Regions from separate parts of the Mus musculus genome. Here regions 2 and 3 are each linked to region 1. The links are chromatin contacts, called in public promoter capture Hi-C maps. All regions are on one chromosome and are shown on one strand. The core of a region is the stretch at or near the end of the contact, and the rest is flanking DNA. Distances in the headings are between cores, read along the strand shown.

The links. Promoter capture Hi-C pulls out the DNA fragments that hold promoters and counts their contacts.
Region 2: a promoter capture Hi-C map of cranial neural crest shows a contact between it and region 1. The contact joins the promoter of AW551984 here to the promoter of Spa17 in region 1. A contact is called at or near these places in 2 of 39 promoter capture datasets (cranial neural crest and hippocampal neurons).
Region 3: a contact with region 1 is called in a promoter capture Hi-C map of hippocampal neurons, with 5 times the contacts expected there. The contact joins the promoter of Olfr958 here to the promoter of Spa17 in region 1. A contact is called at or near these places in 2 of 39 promoter capture datasets (cranial neural crest and hippocampal neurons).

Annotation. Positions count from the first base shown.
Region 1 is chr9:37,611,481-37,615,486 of GRCm38.p6, reverse strand. Spa17 (sperm autoantigenic protein 17) reads left to right here and starts at 1,767. Exons shown (of 5, transcript NM_011449.2): 1 at 1,767-1,931; 2 at 3,469-3,651. The coding sequence starts at 3,498. It overlaps Siae (sialic acid acetylesterase), which reads right to left and starts at 1,666. Exons shown (of 10, transcript NM_011734.4): 1 at 1,561-1,666. The coding sequence starts at 1,627.
Region 2 is chr9:39,601,886-39,605,891 of GRCm38.p6, reverse strand. AW551984 (expressed sequence AW551984) reads left to right here and starts at 2,240. Exons shown (of 20, transcript NM_001199556.1): 1 at 2,240-2,365; 2 at 2,581-2,677.
Region 3 is chr9:39,549,019-39,553,024 of GRCm38.p6, reverse strand. It overlaps Olfr958 (olfactory receptor 958), which reads left to right and starts at 2,156. Exons shown (of 1, transcript NM_146330.1): 1 at 2,156-3,094. The coding sequence starts at 2,156. The coding sequence ends at 3,094.

The DNA.
Region 1 (4,006 bases), core at 518-3,017:
AACCTCAAGAAGCATGTACCATGAGCAAAATACTCTGGAACCACAACATCCCAGAATTGCATAAGCAGGATGGCAGCCTGCTGGGGAAACCGGGAGGCATATGTGTGGGAGGGCCCTGTCTTGGGTAGATACAGAACAAAAGCTGAAAAGTAAACGCATAAATAAGAGCTAAGCAAAGAGAAGACTTGAGTTGGAAGAACAGAGTGAAGAAAATATTCCTTACATGGGCAACAATGTTGCAGTCCATAGGATGGGGAATGCCTTCCCAAGCCCTTCTGTGTTTGCCAACATTCAGTTATAGAAGCTCTTTGTGAATGGATTTATGGTGAGAAAAAAAAAATTTAGAGGTGGAAATTATCTTTATAATAAACGTGTTAATTGTGTTACTACCGATGAAGAGATATAACCTAACCACATTACCCATCAAGGGACTAGAGCACAAATAGATTAAGCAATTTTAAAGAATAATTAGAACAGCTATGAATTCAATGAATATCTCTTTAATGATACCTAGTACTTTACACATTGAGACTGCAACCCTGGAAGGAAAAATAATTCCAATAGTAGATAAAAATTCTTGCTGCCAAGGATCTTACAATCTACTAGGAGCTTACTCGTGTAGCAGAGTTCTTAAGAAAGAAGACAGTAATGTCCTTGACAGGCCTCAGAAGGTAGTTTATGACAGAATGAGAATCAACGTCATCTAATTCCAAAGGAATTGCAATTTCATTTTTGCTGTGAGGATAATGGTAATGGGACCACAAATTCCTAGCACTCCAGCCAAGAGCTTTATCACTGAGCTATATTCTCATCCCCCCCCCCAAATTTCATTTATTGACAGTCTATGGATGAGGTCCACTCTTTCAGTGATACAAAGAAAAGAAGGGTGGGTGGCTCCAGCAGTAACCTTTTACTTTAAGTGAATAGATTCCTATCTTTTGATATCTCCATGCAGAGGGCAATGTCCAGCTCAGGTTAGTCAGATGACAAGCTCTGACCTGCACAATGGCCAGTGTGAAATAGCTCCCTCTCCAGTGTGATGAGTCTTACCCCTCCACTAGTATCTCTTAGGCTGTATCAAAATTCAGAGCTGAACCTTAAATTATTCTGAGCTAGTGAGGGGGTTGTATTTCTTAGCCCTAATAACCACTTAGAAACTAGTAAAATTTAATTCCCTCAAGGCACCCATCCCGACAGAAGCCCTCCCCAAGGGCACTACTGAGGGGGCAGGTGTTGAAGTATTTTGGATGACTCAGACACCTGTTTCCAAATATTATCTAACTAAGCTTCGCCCCCTTCTCTTTGAGCTCTCCTCAAGGCTTCGGTCTGGGGACTCTGGAGCCTATTCCAATGGGTAAACCGAAGTCTCTCCCTGCCTCCTATGCTGCAAATGAGGTACCCTGCATGAAAAAGGCAGTAGATGGGCCCAACAGTACCTTGAGCCAGAACTAGGTGCGAAAAGTCCAGTTCTGACTCAAACCAGACCTTTAAAGGGGACGCATGCCATGATCCTGCAGAAGATCTGAAAGGCAAGGGTCCGGCACAGCTGTGACACCTCACCTGCACTTCTGCTGACTCGCGCGATTATGAGCAGCACTATCCCAAACACAGGCCCCGGGGAAACCATGTTTGTGAAGATCCTGATTAACCCGCCGAATTCAGGAAGAGCCCCTATGCGGGGGCGGGGACAGGGCAGAGGCGTGGTCTTGCGTAGTGGGCGGGGCCTGGGAGGGTCTACCTATCGGGCCCCACCCTCAAGCCTTCAGTACGCGAAACCATCAGCGGCGCGGCGCGGCGCGGCGCAGGGCGCTCCCCTCCCGGCCTCCGTAGTTAAAAAAAAAAGAAAAAAGAAAAAAGAAAAAAAAAAACGGTTACCCAGCAACGAGATAAAACACTGGAACCATCCGCACCAGCTTGAAGAGAAAGAAGAGGTGAGGCAGTTTCCCCCACTCCCTCTCCAATGTGGAGGCTTCGCCATTTTCCTTCGTGCCGTAGTCTCTCCGCATCTCCAATACTCCCGCAACTCCTGGACCAGACAGAGAGCCTGGCAAGCCCTTTCTCGGAGAATCTGGAACGCTAGGTCTTTGGCGTCCCGCCCACGGTTTGACCTGCTTCCCCTCGACAGCCTGTCCTCCCCCGCCCGGTTCAGGGCTTTACACAGCTCTCAAGATTCGATATCTAATCTGCTGTTTGTGGCCAAAAGAGAGAAAGGGAAGAGACTCCACAGGTTAGGCCTTGTTAAACCTCTAGTCCTCCAGCCTCGACCCCAACCAGCGCCGCCTTTGTGCTTCTTGGGGGAGGCAGAGGGAGCACACGCCCAGACCCGAAGCTCTCTTTTCTCAATAATCAAATCCTATGTCAGCCACCTTTAAGCCAGTCCTCGAATAATAAGATAAAAGAAGGCCTGAGAAAACCAGAAAATAAGATTCCCCAAACATCAAAAGCTGACTCCCAAATACACGACCTCCCCTTTCACAATCCCTCATCAGAAAGCAGAGGCACTTGAGAACATGCTTCAAAAGTTGGGGCTGAAAAACAAGTGAAACTATTCAACAAATTATAATAATTTCTAGAACGACTAGATTTTTGTTTGCTTGCTTGCTATTTGTTTGATTTTTGGGTTTTTGAGGCAGGGTTTCTCTGTTTAGCCCCTGGCTGTCCGGAAACTCACCCTGTAGACAAGGCTGACCTTGAACTCACAAAGACCCACCTACCCTTGCCTCCCAAGTACTGCACTTGAAATAGTTTCTTCTCAGCAATGTAAAGGGGATTGTTTATACCAGCTTCTCAGCAATCATTGTCTCTTCAATACTGTGGGCTTGCAACATCTACCCTCACCTCTTAAGGACAGAAAAACAAAGTACTTAATCTAGTGAAAACTGTGGTTCTCTAACTTTGAAAATATGTATTTGTCTAATTTAATGGATCTGGATTTATGATACTATAATTCACAAAGCATAGTGTTTATCCACCAGGCTGGCTCTAATCGCCGCACTTGGGAGACAGAGGCAGGTAGATCTCTGAGTTAGAGGGCAGCCTGGTCTACATAGTTACAGAACAGCCAGAGCTATGTTGAGAGACTCTGTCTCAGAAAACAAACAAAATAGTTCAGTGGTAGAATTCAAAACTCTAGGAGAAAAGGATAGACGTGGTGGGGTGAATTTGGTGTTCATTTATTTAGTATGTGCATGTGTATGGGCACGGCCTCCATGATGTCGTCAGCCTATGGAAGTCAGAGAACATTTTGTGAGAGTCAGTTCACTTCGGCCACAATAGGATGTGCGTGGATTTGATTCAGATCTACTGAGATAGAGAGAGCACCAGGACCTAGATTGTGTGACTTTTTTCTTTTTAAAGTCCAAAATATGGTATGTGTGTTTGAGAAATGATTTGAGTCGTGATAGTGAGTTGGTTTGTGAAACTTGTGATTATATAATTTAAATTAGGCACTTTTTACTGAATCTTTAGGTACCATATAGGCAATTCTTTCCGAGGAGATGTCGATTCCTTTCTCCAACACCCACTACCGAATTCCACAAGGATTTGGAAATCTTCTTGAAGGGCTGACACGGGAGATTCTGAGGGAGCAACCGGACAATATACCAGCTTTTGCCGCAGCGTATTTTGAGAACCTTCTAGAGAAAAGAGAGAGTAAGCTCTTTTAAAAAAAAAAATAGGAATTTTAAAATAAACTAAGCATTTCATTATGGTAAAACTTAAGATTGAGGAATATACATGTCTTCAGCCTGTGACCACCATGTACGTGCAAACACATATCTAGCACTACACACACACACACACACACACACATACACACACACACACACACACACACACGGGAGCATGAAAACATACACACATACAAAAAAGAAAAAAAGAACATTAAAAATCATGGTCATTGTGCAGAAAGCCTTTATAAGGCCAGTGGTTGCAAGTACGGCTCTTACTGTTTGCAACAGGCTGTGACAGTTCAGTACCCTGCCATTCTCTCTGTATTTCTCACAGA
Region 2 (4,006 bases), core at 991-3,490, 2.0 Mb before region 1:
TTTCTATCTTATTCTGTCATATTTTTGGTTGGGAAGAAAGAAAGAAAGAAAGAAAGAAAGAAAGAAAGAAAGAAAGAAAGAAAGAAAGAAAGAAAGAAAGAAAGAAAGAAAGCTGGAAAGGAAGGGAGGAAGGAAGGAAATGACTTGTGTGAAAACTGAAGGTTGGGATAAAGAGATTATTAGACAGTCATGAACAGAGTTTAAGCATTATTTTTACAAATGTCTAATTAAAGTTAAGAAAGAAGAATATACAGAAAATGGAAAAGGTACAATATTAAAGGCTGGTAGCTTTCTGAAGTGATGAAGAGAAAACTCAGTGTCCAAGGACATGATAGATGCTGGGTAAGAAGTGACCAGAGTCACTTTCCAGCATCCAGGGGCCTCTCTGAGTTACTTGGGGGAAGGGCAACGCTTTCTGCTCCTGAGGCTTTAATAGAGAAACAGTCAGGTGATTGCTCAGCTGGCAGCTGGAGGAACACAGTTTGGGACTTCTGAACTAGGAGAGATGGGAAAAGAGAGAGTGAGAAAAGAAAAAGCAAAACTTAAAAAAAAAGACAGTGAGGAAAACAGTTTCAATGACAAAGATAAAAATGAAAACAGGAACATATGTAAGGAAAGTGTAAAAATGGTAAATGAGTGCAAATGTCTACTACAATAAGGGAAAACTGTGCTCTTTTCAAGACAAAGAAAACAAACAAAAGAAAAAGAAAAAGAGAGACAGGAAGAGAAATGTCCCAATGGCTTGTTATAAGCCAATTTTTATGAGGTCATATTCTCAATCAAGATTTCTTCTTCTCAAATGACCCCAGCTTATGTCAAGTTGAAATAAAACTAGCTAGTACTGTTGGGTAATCATATTCCTATCTCCTCTTATTGACAAAATACAAATTCATATACCAGTGCCTTTCATATATACACAGATGTATGTACAATATGTATGCATATAAAGTGACGTTTTTCTTTAAAGGTTTGATCATTGGACTCATGAAAAACTTTAAAATGGAAAAAGTAAATTACACATTGTTTTAAAATAAAGTTTGGATTTATGGTTAACTATAAAGTTCTATTTATTTGTGTATATTTGCCATAAATACTCCCCAATTCTGCTTCTTACAAGATGTGTGTCATGTCTCCTCTGTGGAAGACAAGTTCTAGGTTTTTATTTCAGCACAATGGAGGAAGAAATCTGTTTAGTATGCCAGGTTTTGGCTTTTGCTGGTAGATAGTCCAGCAGACAGTGAGCAGCACCAGATGTGATTTCTACAGTGTGTGCCCTGAACGGAACATAACCTGGGGATGGAAGCCAGGATACCTCAACTTCAACTCAAACTTCAAACTTCGAAGCGCTGATGTAAACCCATTGGTAATTAAATTTGTTACAGAAGCACCGCATTTCCACACCGGGTCTTTCTGTTGTTACAATTTTAAATGTTCACGTGAAGAAGGATTTGCCTGCCTTTGACTTTGCCTGGTCTGTGATCCATCCTCTGCATCTTGGAAATTTAACAGGGATTCTCTTCCTTGCAGATGCTTCAGTCATAGAGTTGCTATGTTACAGCAGAGCCAGAGAGGTGGGCGTGTTTTCCAGGAAAATTAATCCGCAGCTGTTTTCATTTTTCTTGACTCACAGCACCGGGATTTCTGGGGAAGGTAAGAGCCAGCGCTGCAGACATCCCTCTCCCAGCTCTGAAAACACCCAACCACTCCCATCCCGGACATTGCCTTCCCTTCCCCGGCTCCACTTATTCAGGAGGCCCATCCCCCTTTAGGGGCTTGCTTAAACTGCAAGAGCCAAGTGTGGGGAGTGGGTACTTGTGAGTGATTTCTGCGCCATTGGAAGTTTATCGGGATGCAAGAATCCTTTAATCATCTAATAACCTCAAGCAAGTCCCTCTTGTTCTCATCTGTCTTAAACCGTCTCTTTCTCTACTTCCTTAAATCTTTGGCGCCTACTTCTTCAAACTCTGAAGTTCCTTTCCTTTCAGTCAATTAAGTTATCAGCTTTATGTAAAATTGTGCCATGGGAGTGCAGTTAGAACGAAAACTGAAAACTGATTGGAGCTCTTAAGTTCTTAAAATAAATAAATATCAGGAAGTCTTGAGGTGCTAAAAATCAAGAGCAGACAATTGAAAATTGAAATTACCCCCCCCCCCAAAAAAAACTATGTAAGCTCCCCTTTCCAAGTCTCCTCCATGGTTAGCTTCTAGTTCCCAGCAGCCAACAGCAGGGGAGTGGCCAGCTGTTTCTTCACACTCCCGCCCCCTTCACTGCAGTTGTTCTGCCCTGAGGGTCCACACCGGAGCTGATCCCGGGTGACTCACTGAGAAGCCCTCGGTCTTCCACGTCCACCACCAGCAACAACAGGTTCTTGGATCTTGGTCCCACCTGAGGAAACTCTCTACCTTAGATAGACACTTTTCTCATTTTTTTTTCCCCCCGAGAGACAGAATGGAGCCTTGCCACAATTGACTGTTTATATGAGAAAGGGTGGAGTGGTCAGGAAAATCCCTCCGCGAGCGAAATTTACTATGAGGTTAGATTCAGGAAATAAAGGATATTTGTTTTGTTTTTCACTACAGGTGACTGTGGTCTGCCTCTCTCCTCTCAACCTCCTGCAGTGGCCACTGCCAGCCTGAGATCTCTGCTGCCAGACACAGTACATCTTTCAGCCCTTGGGTGAGTCTCCTGCTCTAAGCTTCCTATTGATATTAGGCATTCTTTTCCCTGGCCTCATGCCTTTCCTATACATTTTGTCTTATTTAAAGGACGCCCCCCGCCCCCCGTATTTTTTCCTAGATACTCTGTGTTTTCATAAATTATCATCTGTTGCAATTCTTGCTTTGCTGTCAAGCGGTAAAACATTTTAACAGCCAGGATTTATTCCGCAGCTGTTGAAGAATAACAAGTTGAGCCAGAATCATAGCTGCTGATTTGTGGGAGTGGGTGTGTGTGAGTGTGATCAACATGCAGATTGCGCGCTCGCTCTCTCTCTCCCTCTCCCCCCCCCTCTCTCTCTCTCTGCGTGTGTGTGTGTGTGTGTGTGTGTGCCCGCGCGCGCGCACGCGCTGCCTATACTAAGCAAATGCTGTATCACTAAGATACGTCACAACTCAGATTTGTAATTGCTATTAAAATGAGGATGGTTGGCCCAGGAGTAGCACTGTCCACTGCTTTGGAAGCTTTGAGGTAGGGCTGTGCCACAAAGAAAGACAAAAGCCCTTATTTGCATAGTTGTAGGAAGGTGGAGGTATTTAAATCAACTGCCCCTTCAGCCGGTTCATCAGCATCAGAGCAACAGTTGTCCTGAGCATGCTGTGTGTTCCAGGCAGTGCCGCTTCAGCTCCAGTGAAAAGTACCTTTGTTGGTGCCTGCCACTGCAGCTCAGGTCATTTTTTTCTCTTTTCTTTTTTCTTTTTTCTTTTTTTTTTTTTTTCACAACGGGGGAAGAGAAGCTAGGTGATGATGATCAGATACAGAATGCTCTCGTGGAAAAATTTACACCCATCATAGGTGTTAGTGCAAAAACGGTGTTCACTTGCGTGGGTTTTTAGTCTCTTTAATAAAAACATTAAGAAAGAAGCTGACTTAGAAGGAAGTTCCAGGATGGTTATATTAGAGTTGGAGGAAAGAAAGACAAACCACTTGGCATCTGCTAGAAGGAGAAGAGAGGCTATCCATGCCCTTAATATAGGCATTTATGTGGCTGTCAAAGGAGAGTTTGGGTCTATAGAGAAACATCTAGAAAGCTTGCCCTACTACCATAAGCCAGTAGGCAATAGAGTCCTGTGTGACAGAAGCTCTGTGAACTCCACATTGTGGGAAGGCTAACAGTTACCAGGGTAAATTATCTCGTTAAGAAGACAGTCCTTTCTCTTTAGCTGGCTACCTTTTGGAGAGGCTCCTGACCTGGTGACTGACAAGCCCAACTGTATTAACTCGTAAGATAAGGATAACAATATATAATGTATGGCTCTAACCAGGGCCTTAGGTACAACTCAGATTTTA
Region 3 (4,006 bases), core at 907-3,406, 1.9 Mb before region 1:
TACTGCTGACACTTGACTACTTAATATTATGTATTTATGCTGAGGGATGATATCTATGTGGATCCCAGACTGAATTATAGTCATTATATTTTTCTCTTTCCCTAGGTCAGTCATGGAAATAGCATGTCTGTATATGGCTCTACATTTTTAACTTTCATTTTATTATTTAAAATAATTTCAAAGTAATGCCACTAGATAAGGCATTATCCGAACAACCTTAGTTGGAATTGTTACTAGTATCTGATTATCCTTTCTGTTCAGAAACCTGTTGGAATAGCATACATTCACTGACTCTGAAGGGCTCCAAAATCATTTAAATTTCCATATATGAGAAAATAATGAGGTTGCCTGGAAGGCAGTTTTGTGGAATACAGAGGCACATTCAGTTTTTTTTTGTAATTGTCCCTGTTTCTTGGCTAAGAAGAACTTTAGTGAGCATGAGAGAAGATCCCTCAGTGGTTTCTCCAGAAATCTCCAATTTCAATATGAATCAACAGCCATGTTAAGACCAATGGACAGAAGCTTAAAGAGCACACTTCCTTCTTGTAAGTCATGTTAAGTGTCATGTTCACATCTGCTCATAGTGCATGTTATCCATAGAAGAGAATCTGAAATGCTTGTTTACAAATGATCTCAGAATCCAGGATTTATAAAATCATCCATTGATAAAAAAATAAAATATAGCAATTTCTTTCTTTTTTTTTTTTTTTTTGATCTTGCTTGAGAATCAGCTCACAGATACCTTTCTTAATATTTCCTTTTACAAAGAATTTGTACTTGATTCAAAATGCCTAATAAAATAGAAATTCTCAATAAGCCTGTATTTAGATAGGTTTATTTGCATTTCTATTAAATGGATGACAGGCATTTGGAATGGATATGATAAATACATGTGTAGCTCTCATTTGTAACCTACTTATTTTCCTTCTTTCTTTTCTTCCTTCTTTCTCTTCCTCCCTCCTTCCCTCTTTCTTTCTTCCATCCTTTCTTCCTTCCTTTCTTCCTTTCTTTCTTTCTTTCTTTCTTTCTTTCTTTCTTTCTTTCTTTCTTTCCTTTCTTTCTCTCTTCCTTTCTTCTGTAGAACAATAGCAAGTGTTCTCCAGTTACCAGAGCCAAAATATTTAGTGGATTGTAGCAAAAGCATAGTATCAACTACTTTACAAGGTTACTTGGGAACATAGCTATCTGATCTTTCACATAAGTATGTGAAAAGGAAATCAATTTATCCAGTTCTTTCTAGGCACTGAACAATTTTATCTTGAGAGCTTTAATTTCTCAGCATTTCATAATGCCAAGTATTATACTTTCCACTATGGGTATAGTTATACATGACACAGTGTACTCCTAGACTTCACAAATATTTGTATATGCGTGTGTGCTGATGTGCACAGTCAGAAAGACACATTAATCTTCCATTGCTTGCTAAGAGGGCAAGAACACAACTAATGTTTGTGCCTGGTTCAATAGGTGCAGCAATATGAAAATGACATCACAGATAACAAAGTGAAAAGACTGATATCTACAAAAAAAATTTTAGATCCTAATTTCTCCCATTAACCTGGATTTAGCTGAGTTGCTTATCCTAGCCAATGCATTAGTATTTACTTTATTCCAGACCTAAAGCATAGACATTCTGTGAGAATTAAGTGAACTGAGATTAAATAAACATGTTTTAAGCAGTTAACTAGTGATCAGTTAATCTTACTTCATGAACAAAGGGGTAAAATGTAAGGCTACTATTAATAGTGGGTTGCAAATAAAATGGTGTTGAAATTGTAGTTCCTGACTCCAGTGATGTGAAAAATTTTAAATTATTTTGAGGCTTGATATTTCTCTGCCATGGCGAAGGAGCAGCATATATTTATGTGGATATTGTCCTTACTTTCTCAAACATGATCTTTACTCAGCGTTAACTTAACAAGAAACGTCTGCACTTGGAATCAATACAGCAAAACTATTTCGTGGACAAAACATTCAGTTGGCTATGGCAAGAATTTTTGTAATAACATTTTCTAAATTGGATTATGAGCAATCTTTCTGTGGCATAGAGCCAAACACACTGCCAGTTGCATTTCATTTTCTGATCATGTGCATTCTTTAGCCAAGACTTTCTCCACCACCGATGCTTCTTCTTCCTCTCCTGGAGCTGCCTTTCATGGAGATAAAAAACTGCTCAGTGGTGACTGAGTTCATCCTCCTGGGGATCCCACACACAGAGGGCTTTGAGACTCTGCTTTTTGTGTTATTCCTGCCCTTCTATGCCTGTACCCTAGTGGGAAATGTATCTATCCTTGTGGCTGTTATTTCCTCAACTCGCCTTCATACACCCATGTATTTTTTCCTGGGGAACTTGTCCGTATTTGATATGGGTTTCTCTTCTGTGACCTGTCCAAAAATGCTCTTTTACCTTATGGGACTTAGCAGACTTATCTCCTACCAAGACTGTGTCTCCCAGCTCTTCTTCTTTCATTTTCTTGGGAGCATTGAGTGCTTTCTGTATACAGTGATGGCCTATGACCGCTTTGCTGCCATTTGTCACCCTCTTCGGTACTCGGTCATCATGAACTCTAAGATCTGTGTGGCTCTAGCTGTGGGCACATGGCTATTAGGATGTTTCCACTCCAGCGTCTTAACTTCCCTCACCTTCACTTTGCCTTACTGTGGTCCCAATGAAGTAGACCACTTCTTCTGTGACATACCAGCCATCTTGCCATTGGCGTCTGCTGATACCTCCTTAGCACAGAGAGTGAGCTTCACTAATGTTGGTCTAGTGTCCCTTGTCTGCTTTCTCCTGATCCTTCTGTCCTATACACGAATCACAATCTCCATCTTGAGTATTCAGTCAACTGAGGGGCGTCAGCGTGCCTTCTCCACCTGCAGTGCCCACCTCATTGCTATCCTCTGTGCCTATGGACCTATAATCACTATATACCTACAGCCTACACCAAACCCCATGCTGGGAACTGTCGTGCAAATTCTGATGAACTTGGTAGGTCCAATGCTGAACCCTTTGATCTATACTTTGAGGAATAAGGAAGTAAAGATAGCCCTGAAAAAGATACTGCATGGGAAGGGGTCAGTTTCTGAGGGTTAGGAAGAATCCATCATCATCATCATCATCATCATATCATCAAAATCACTTGTGTGATATAGCATTGATCTTGCCATTATCAATTTTGCTGATATATCCTTAGCATAGAGAGTGAGCTTCACTAGTGTTGGTCTTTTATTAGTTTAGCCTTAGTTGTTGTTTTTGCCTTTTTTGGAAGTAATATCTACTCAGAAAAGAAGGTCTCTCTCACAAAAGCTTCATCCACTATATGTGAGACAATCTTAAGCAGAAAGACAAAAAGAAAAAAATATAGTAATTGAGCAAGAATATTGGCATACCTCTAAAGAGTATTGGCACTTTCATATATACATATATGTATATATATATATGTTTTTCTTGGGTAATAGTTTTAAATATGATAACAACAGTTGACAAATGTAGTTATGATTTTTAAAATTAATTTTTTTCTCTTTAAATTTTTAAATCATAATATAACTACATTTCTCCCTTGCTTTTCTTCACTCCAAACCTTCCCACATATCCTTTCCCACTTTCCTTCAGATTCATGGCCTCTTGTTACTCTAATTGTTATTGCATGCACACATATATCTGTACACACACATTTATTCCTAATTATAACTTCATCTATATAACATTACTTGTGTACTACTGATCATTTGGCACTGGAAAACCAATTGGTATGCCATTCCTTGGGGCAAGAACCTCTCTCCTGCTTCTAGCTTTCCTCAGTTGCCTATAGATCTTCACTTTCTGCAACTCTACCTACACAAAGAACTAGGATTTGCTTTGTTAACAAAAATGTGTTTTGGCATATGTGGGACTGTGAAAGGCAGCCTGTTTTCTGGTTGAGCTAGGTTTAAACCCCAGAGAACATCAGATTAATCTGCAAGGGACAGAAGACCTGTTTGCTATGCTCCCAAACACTGGGTTCCT